3 separate regions of the Mus musculus genome follow, and regions 1 and 3 are each linked to region 2. A link is a contact called in public HiChIP or PLAC-seq data. All regions are on one chromosome and are shown on one strand. The core of a region is the stretch at or near the end of the contact, and the rest is flanking DNA. Distances in the headings are between cores, read along the strand shown.

Region 1 (2,740 bases), core at 160-2,659, 660 kb before region 2:
GCATGACCCCCCCCCCCCAAGCTCAAAAGCAAGGGCGTGGAGGGATCATCCCCCAGAGAGCTGTGTTTACTCATTTTTTTTTAAATCCCTCGGCTATGTATGGCAAGTGTTACTTGAAGATAGTCATCGGCCTTCTCTAGATACTTCCAGGTTTTGCCGTAATGATCTGCAGAAGAGAGCTGCCATCACTTTCTCACATCCCAAGGTGTTGGCGGAACTCGGAGCGAGGGGAGAGTGCCTGTAATGCTTAATTGCCAAGGGGAGGGCGGGGTGCCACTCGGGACCCCGGGCGGGGCTTGGGGAGGTAAGGTGCAACCAAGGAGGTCTTTCTGGACGCTGGACTCTTCAGTTGGAGAATATTTGGACAAGGTATGATTGCCTCCCACCTCCCACCTCCCACCTCTTTTCCCCAATGCCTTTGGGGGAGAAGTGATACCCTTGTGTAACAATTAGCTCAGACAATAAAAATAATTGGAAAATCAGTTGGAATTTCTGAGTTTTTAATTACGTTTAATTTTGCACTAAGCCGTAAAATTACGAATGCCCCTCAATTAAACACTCTCCTCTTAAAAGCGTTTAACAACAATTATTCCTTAATCAGTCTGAATGTGAGTCACAAATGGTGCTTTTCCACATCAAAAGGACGTCCTTCCACGTTACCTTTTAGTCATAAGAGGATTAATTCCTATAATTAGAGGGATAAATATGTGCATAAATATCTCTCTCACTCTCTCCTTTACAACAACAACAACAACAACATCAACAACAACAAAACACTTTCACTGTGTAGGAGACATGGTGGGCTAGGGAAGGGGAGGTGTTGCTGATGCTGAGAGGTCGACTTTGGCCAGAGATCCTTTTGCACGCTGTGGCGGTGGGAATACTGGGCCGCGGGAGCGCATCTCACACTCAAAAACGCGCTCGGGTCCAGCGGCAGGTCCAAAGCTGGGGCCGCCAGGACCCGCTCGGAGTCCAGCCGAAGTCTTCCAGATGGCAATCCACATCCCACTTTCGCCTCTGGCCGGCGCAGCAGGACTTCATTCTGATCGGTGCCCGGGTCCCTAGGAATGGAAGTCCCTACCTTAAGCCGGAGCTCCAGCTTGACTTTTCAGGCTGCAAATAAAAATTGAGCATGACCTTTTAAAACTCCAGTGTGAATATCTCATTTACCTAATGACTTTATGTCACCTACGGAGAAGGTCAATTTCCTCTTAACCTTTCCCCTGCTGCTGCAGTAAGCATTCTTCCCTAATCAATGGTGGCTCGAATGATCAATTCCCATTTTATGATCGCTGACAAAGTCAGGCTAGAGGCGGGGTGAGACCGCGTTGTTGGCTTGGCCGGGACAGGGGCTTCGGGTACGCCCAGCTCCGCCCGGCGCCTCCGGAGGCTGCTCTCTCTCCAGCGAGTTCAGAGACCTTGGCAAACTTCCCTCCCCCACACGCAGCCGAGACTTCTGAGTTGTCACTAATCCGAACCTGAAATTCACCAGAGCCCCTTCAGTTACCAACAACGATCCCCACTGCTGCCGGGCCTCCCCCTCCTCCCTCTTCCGAGCGCTTTCATTTCCAAGTCTGCAGGCAGGATTGCCCGACTCTAAGGAGAAAGCGCGTTACTTTTATTTTTCGGAATTAAAATAATCTCCTTCTTTACTGTGATTCTCTCAGCTCCTCCGGGTTAATTTCGTGTAAACAAAGCAAGAACAAGAGCCTAAGGGCGGAGGACCCCCCAAACACACACACACACACACACACACACACACACACACACACACACACACACACCACCTTACTGTATCACATTACATAGGGTTACCCTAAATGTATTAGACACTACATTTTTTTGCTTCTATTTAAGTTATCCACGCCTTCCTCAAGTTTGAGGAAACAAGGAAGTAAATTACTAAATGAAGGCTAATTTGGGGTAAGTTTCCAGCTCTTCATCTTTGTGAGTTCAAATCTCTTCTAGGCTCTACTGCAGCAGGTGACTTTCACACACACAGGGCCTGTTTGGACTAGAGATTTATTCCTTCCTTCTTTTCTTTCTTCCCTTCTTCCTTCCTTCCTTCCTTCCTTCCTTCCTTCCTTCCTTCCTTTCTTTTCTTTCTTTCTCATTCATTCATTCATTCATTCATTCATTCATTTTTTTAATGTATTCCCTTTACATCCTAGACCACAGCTCCTCACCCTTCTCTCCTCTCAGTCCCACCCTCACAAACCTCTTCCCTTATTCCCCCCCTACTCTTCTCCTCCAAGAAAGGGAAATCCCCCATGGGTACCAACTGACTCTGGCACAGCAAGTCACAGCAGGACTAAGCACATCCTCTCTCATTGAGGCTGGCCCAATAATGTAGTTCAGCTAGGGAAAAGGGATATAAAGGCAGGCAACAGAATCAGAAACAACCCCCCCCCCCACACACACACACTCCAATTGTTAGAGTCCCCAGGTGAAGACATAACTGCATGCCTTCTACAAAAGCATAGAGGTCCTAGGTCCAACCCCTACATGCTCTTTGGTTGGTGGCTCAGTTTCTGTGAGCCCCCATTGGCCCAGTTTAGGTGACTCTGTAGGTTTTCTTGTGGTGTCTGTGAGCTCTCTGCCTCCTCAAGGCCTAGGATTGAAGTAGAGATTTCTTAGCACCAGTTCTCCACAGATACCTAAAATTCACTTCATTCTGCCCTAAGCTGATTTTCACTGACTCTAAACCCTGCAGAAGCTATTGACTGTTTTCAAACAGTTT
Region 2 (2,700 bases), core at 127-2,626:
CTTCAGTTTCTTTAGAAATCAGTTGTCAGAACTTGTCATTATTTAGCTAGCCTCACCTGCCCAAACACCAACTTATATAAACTAACAGTACCTACAACAAAAGGCGTTTCAAACACGAGTGTTTAATAAGCCCCCAAAATGACAGAGAATTAGGCATATGGCTGCTTAGGCTGACCAAATACTCACAAGTTATTATAAGCTTGTAATTTAGCTTTCAGTGTACATACCTGAGTGTTAGGATAGAACAGGTGAGCTGGGGAGATCTCACACGCCTGAGCCAGATTATGTTGCTAATACGTGGTGCTTATATTTGCTATTCTTGCTCAGCCTTCGAATATGCATGAAAAAAAATGAAATACCACAAATTCTTTTGCTATCAGGTACTCCAGAAGAAATGCAAATTACTGTCTGTCATAAAGTTGTGGAGAATGAATTAAAGTCATTAATGCTAACACATTATTCACAAAATGTAACACTGGTTCCAAAGTAGAAACTCAATCAATAGAACACAATAAATCAACTACCATTCAGTCCGGGAAGCCACCAATGGGTGTCTAGTTCACTTTAAAGGGATTTGGGATAAGACATCAATGCAGGATAGTTCAACACATTTTTCACATTTTTTAGTAAAAATAGATAAAATGTCTAATTTCAGGCTCTGAACAGAATGTGTTTTAATGCAATTTCCTTGAAAATTGCTGCTACTTGAATACCTCTGACTATATACTCAGCATGAATTGATTACCACTGGTTCCCTGGCTTATATTTTCATCAGTGAAAGTGAAAGAAAGGAAGAAAGGAAAGAAGAGAGAGAAAGAAGGAGAGAGAGAGAGAGAGAGAGAGAGAGAAACAAACCTTATCCTCCTTGTCTTCACACCAAAAAATGGAAAGCAATGCCTACATTGTTAGCATGGTGTTTGGATCTGGAATTGATGTGACACAGAAGAAGTTGCTCTGTAAAACCAGGTTGCAGAGTGTCTAAGGCACTATACCTCTGCGATCTGCAATAGCCTTTACAGTTTCTTTTATTTTCCACAACATTTCAGTCCAGCATCACTAATAATTTTCTAATATCTCTCCCTTCTCTATGTATCCTTTGTATTTCCCTTTCAGAGTCTTCTTGAATTAACCAAGGGATAAAACTATATGATGTCGTCTTATTATAAGCAGAAGAAAATGAAGACGATCTAATGAGATAAATCACCGAAGGTTAATAGCTTTTTTAAAATCAATCTCCCTTCAAAGGGAAAGGCTAAATGGCTTAGTGGATGAAGTGTCAGCCTCTCACCTCTGAGACCGTAGTTCAAGTCTAAACTGTGAAGCTGGAAGTGACATGTTTACTAGGTAGAGATCAGTCTCTAGTGGACAAAATTCTTCACTGCAGGAAGTGGAGCTCTTGGCAGCTCCGCCCTGCACCCTCAGTCCAGTCAGTGGGCTGATGTGTATCCTGCTCCCAAGCCCTTCCTGTCTCTTTGGCAACAGCCCAGGTGGAGGCTCACATCACTGTCAGGAAGCCAGGACTGTTTTCCAAAGAGCCTCAAATAGCACTGGGGCTGTGAAGTCTCTGGAAGCGGCTGCTCACTGATCCTGACCTCTCAGCTGTCACCAGAATAACATGACCTCCCACACCTGTAAACTGCATGACACCTCTTCCTGTCAATTAACAAAGTAGGACACACAAAATAGATGACTTGGCTATTTCAGACTAGCAAAGGACTCACCAGAGGAAGATCACTAATATAGTAGGCAAAACTCAGTAACTAAATTACTACATCTGTAGAAACTGAGACGATATAAATACAGCCACATCCACTCGCTTATATTAATGTCTCTGAAAGTGTGTACGGTCACATTTTAACAGGTGGAACTCAGACTATCCATTTAGCTACATGGTCAAATCTCTCGGCTGGTTATTAAAAGGGCTTCCTTACATTCATCACTTAGTAATATGCTTATCAGCTTTCTTCATTAATAATATACTACACTGTTTTGAGTCTCTAGAACAGATGCAAACTGTGTGCAGAACACATACACGGGGCACAAGTAGCTGTTATTTAAGCACATTGCAACCAGCTCAGTTTTATTGAGAAAACAATCTCAGTGCGGTGTCCAACTGAAGTCAGCACTTAAGTAGCCTGTTTTATGATGAGATATTCTTTGCCTGTGCGTTGTGTAATAAAACACAAAGAAGTAGTTGTATATATCTGCACAGTGGACAATTAAATGTGTAAGAAAAGTTTAAGCATAGCATCCAACCAAGATGTTGATGTATCTGCAGGACTTCCATATTCCTCTGAACTGATTTATTAATGATTGTTGTCTACCTACTGCTAATTCCAAACACCTGCAAATCTCTTTGTTACTATTAAAGCGGCCCCTACCCTAACCCCAGGCTGATAAATGGCTCTGCAATTTCTGGGGAAATATGCTAAAGGTCACGAGTTAATACATCCTTGGGTACTTTCTCTTCCCATCCTTTCCTTCCCAAATGGCAGAAACGCTGTGTTGTTTTATTCACATGCTTTTGTAATGTCCATTCAGAATGAAATTAGAGAGTACATTTGAGAAAAAACATGTGTGTGTACACACGGAAAAATCCACATGTATTCTATACAGTCTATTAATAAAATTATGCAATTGCCTTTTGAGAAATTCCATACAAAAAAAATCTTTCCTTAATAATCTATGAATATCACTGTC
Region 3 (2,700 bases), core at 9-2,508, 880 kb before region 2:
ATGGCAGATTTTGTGAAAGGGTCTTTCTGAGGTACACTTTAAGGAAAAGGGGTTGGGGCACTGGGAAGAGTCTAGAATCTTTCCGAAATGCACCTCTTTTTCTGGTTGTCCCAGAGCAGATGGGAGTCTCTTGTGCTTGCCTCTGAGAAAGATTAAATGAACACTTCTGTCATTTGAGGGAGGTGGGACACAGAGAGGTGGAAATACTCCAGACAATGGCCTCTGGCCATGGAGGGCTCCCTCCCAGTGCCCGATCCCCTGCGGAACTCTGCTTACCTTTGTAGCTGGTATTTCATCAGAAACCAGTGGAAGGTTCCTGGCTAGACGAAAAAGACCCGGAGAATCAACGTCTCTTGGATCTACTCCGAGGCTAAGAAACATTACAATAAAATTTACAGCGCCTTTAACAACTCGCAAGTAAAGCATTAAAATTCTCTTTAATTGAGAAGATATTGATTTTCAAGTCTAGAAAAAGCGAAATCGTAATTTAGTGGCAAACTTTTAGGCGAGAATATAGCGAGTTATGTCGCCATATAATGGATCCACTCTTAATCCACACACAACGTCACATCTTTAATTGCCCTACTTTGTGAAGTGATAAAGACAAAAAGGTAACCCGATCAAGGCAAATGCTTTATTTAAAAAAGATCTAGAGAAAGGATCTAGAATAATTTTATTTTCCGTTTATGTATAAAAAGAATTGTCTATCTTCTTTTTTTTTTTTTTTTTTGAAGTAGGGGAGAAAGGTCCAATGGGGAGAAAAGAAATAAAAAGAACGGAAAACCACAGACCAGTCTAAAAGCCACTCACGGTAGCAAATCCGTTGATATTCTTTACCGAAGGAGGAACGAAGCCAACGCATTTAGAGCAAATGCATTCACAGGCAAAATTGCATCCTCTGTGAACGAAACAAACCTAGGTCTATTTTGTTACTTTATTCCCGGGTCTTGGGGAGGGGGCGGGGTGTACAGAATCCATTGGTGGATAGAGGAGGGGAAGAAAATCAGACTTTCTGTTATTTCTGTATCGGTTTTTGGTATTATAGAGGAGTGAAGAAGTTTTTGTGTGGTGGTTTTTCATTGATCAGTCACTCTGAGCTAATGTAATTATCCTCATCAATAGGACGCTGCAGAGAGAATCATTATGTGGGTGACATTGATAAATGACCGCCCAGGAACGGCCCTCTCTCGGGCAACCCCCACATCTGACCCTCCCACACACACAATGTAGTCATAGAAACACCTACAAGGACCTAGAGCGCCGCCCAGCCAGAGGCCGGAGAGGGAAGAAAAGCCTCGGGCGGCGAGGTGGGGGCAGGAGAGGGGGCTTGTCCAGATCCCAAACTGTTGCAAGACAAAACCAGCCAGCCCCATGCGGGACAGGCGGAGTGGCGGGAGGGGGGACTATCCCCACGGGGCCCCCCAGCTGCCCAAGCAGAGTTGCCTACAACAAAGTGCAAATCTGCCCTGCAGACCGGTCAGTCCATTCCTCCTCCACACCTTTCTCCCACGTGCGAACTCACTCCAGGCTACCAAGAGATGCTTGGCCAGGCACACCCTGAAGGAGGATTGGCAAAGGAGTTTAAGGGTCAGGCCATCAACTTGCAGACGGCGAATTCTCACGCGCAGCCCCCCTCCCCTGCGTTCAAAACACCTCAAACACACAACAAACAAAACCAAATACCACAAAGGCAGAGACTGGGCGACACCTCCCCTCTGGCGCTCCTGTGTTATTTCCTGAGTGACCCCTTCTTTTCTCTTCACCTCCTAACCCAGAGCCTCTGATTATGAGATAATGGATTTTGTGATTGTTCCTGTCAGGGGGAAAAAAATTCCCCCACCGAACCCCGCGTTTTTATCTTTCCACTGTTTTATTTAAGCCAATGGGAAAGTATTGAGAACGGTAATTGATTCATAATGATCCATAAATCGGTGTCGGAAAGTGGGGGTAGGGCGGTGGTGCGAAGAGAAGGGGGCGATGCTGTTTATTTATTTTATTTCTAAAGCCTCAGCTAAAGTAGCTTTGACACTGTTGGGGCTGGAGGGGAGGGGCCGCTGGGCTCTGCCGGATCATCCATCATTCCTGTCACCCAGAGTCTGCCCGGAGGAGCAGTAGACGCAATCTCCCTTCTGTCTCTACAGCGAAACTATTAATATTAAAACCTCCCTTCAAACACTGCCCCGACGGTCCCCATTCTCATCACGATTTGACCGCAGAGTCCAGCGCTGCACCTTTCTCCAGCCCCGCTGGGACTGCGGGGGGGCTCCCCACGCGCACGACGCCCGAAGTTGATCACTGAAAAAAAAAAAAACAAAAACAAAAACAAAAAAACCACCACGGTTGCTTGTCCCCCTCCATCCGTTTGCAGCAGGTTCGTCCATACAACAAACACACTCGCGACGGGGAGGCCGTCTGCACGCACGACCACAGGCATGATCCTCCTTGTTCTTGGCTTGTGCCACAACTCCCCTGTCCCTGGACCACAGGGTGACCGCTTAGTTCGGGCCACTCGGCCATTTAAACAGCTCGAAAGAGGACCTTCTGGCAAAGTGGAGACTTGTAGCAGAGGTCCAGGTTCCTTATCAAATTGCTGGCCTGCAAGACTAATGGAGAATTTGCGGAGGATCCCTTTGAAGGAAGGACCCTCCTTTTGACAGCTGCTAGAGATATTAGCCACATTTCCCTTCCCGGATCTGCTCC

The links. HiChIP or PLAC-seq counts read pairs in DNA pulled down with a chosen protein or histone mark.
Region 1: a contact with region 2 is called in an H3K4me3 HiChIP or PLAC-seq map of neural tube, with 5 times the contacts expected there. The contact joins the promoter of 2810405F15Rik here to the enhancer-like site in region 2. A contact is called at or near these places in 1 of 484 Hi-C or Micro-C datasets (cerebral cortex), 9 of 115 datasets of contacts at active chromatin or transcription factors (craniofacial prominence, differentiating embryonic stem cells, embryonic basal ganglia and 6 more) and 1 of 9 other capture datasets (pancreatic islet).
Region 3: a contact with region 2 is called in an H3K4me3 HiChIP or PLAC-seq map of neural tube, with 6 times the contacts expected there. The contact joins two enhancer-like sites. A contact is called at or near these places in 4 of 484 Hi-C or Micro-C datasets (the N1E-115 cell line, adipose-derived mesenchymal stem cells, cerebellum and 1 more), 3 of 115 datasets of contacts at active chromatin or transcription factors (differentiating embryonic stem cells, forebrain and neural tube) and 1 of 9 other capture datasets (embryonic stem cells).

Annotation. Positions count from the first base shown.
Region 1 is chr2:116,074,687-116,077,426 of GRCm38.p6, forward strand. It overlaps 2810405F15Rik (RIKEN cDNA 2810405F15 gene), which reads right to left and starts at 1,410. Exons shown (of 1, transcript NR_033447.1): 1 at 1-1,410. The region is part of intron 2 of G630016G05Rik (RIKEN cDNA G630016G05 gene); the gene reads left to right.
Region 2 is chr2:116,734,490-116,737,189 of GRCm38.p6, forward strand. No RefSeq gene overlaps it. Among named protein-coding and RNA genes, the nearest start is that of Gm13990, 140 kb to the right of the region's middle. Within about 2 kb of position 1,377, at least 41 of the 459 cell types and tissues checked have an H3K27ac peak or open chromatin away from gene starts, as enhancers often do. A contact at or near this core is called in craniofacial prominence and neural tube, where this site is marked.
Region 3 is chr2:115,858,238-115,860,937 of GRCm38.p6, forward strand. No RefSeq gene overlaps it. Among named protein-coding and RNA genes, the nearest start is that of Gm31590, 53 kb to the left of the region's middle. Within about 2 kb of position 1,259, at least 73 of the 459 cell types and tissues checked have an H3K27ac peak or open chromatin away from gene starts, as enhancers often do. A contact at or near this core is called in neural tube, where this site is marked.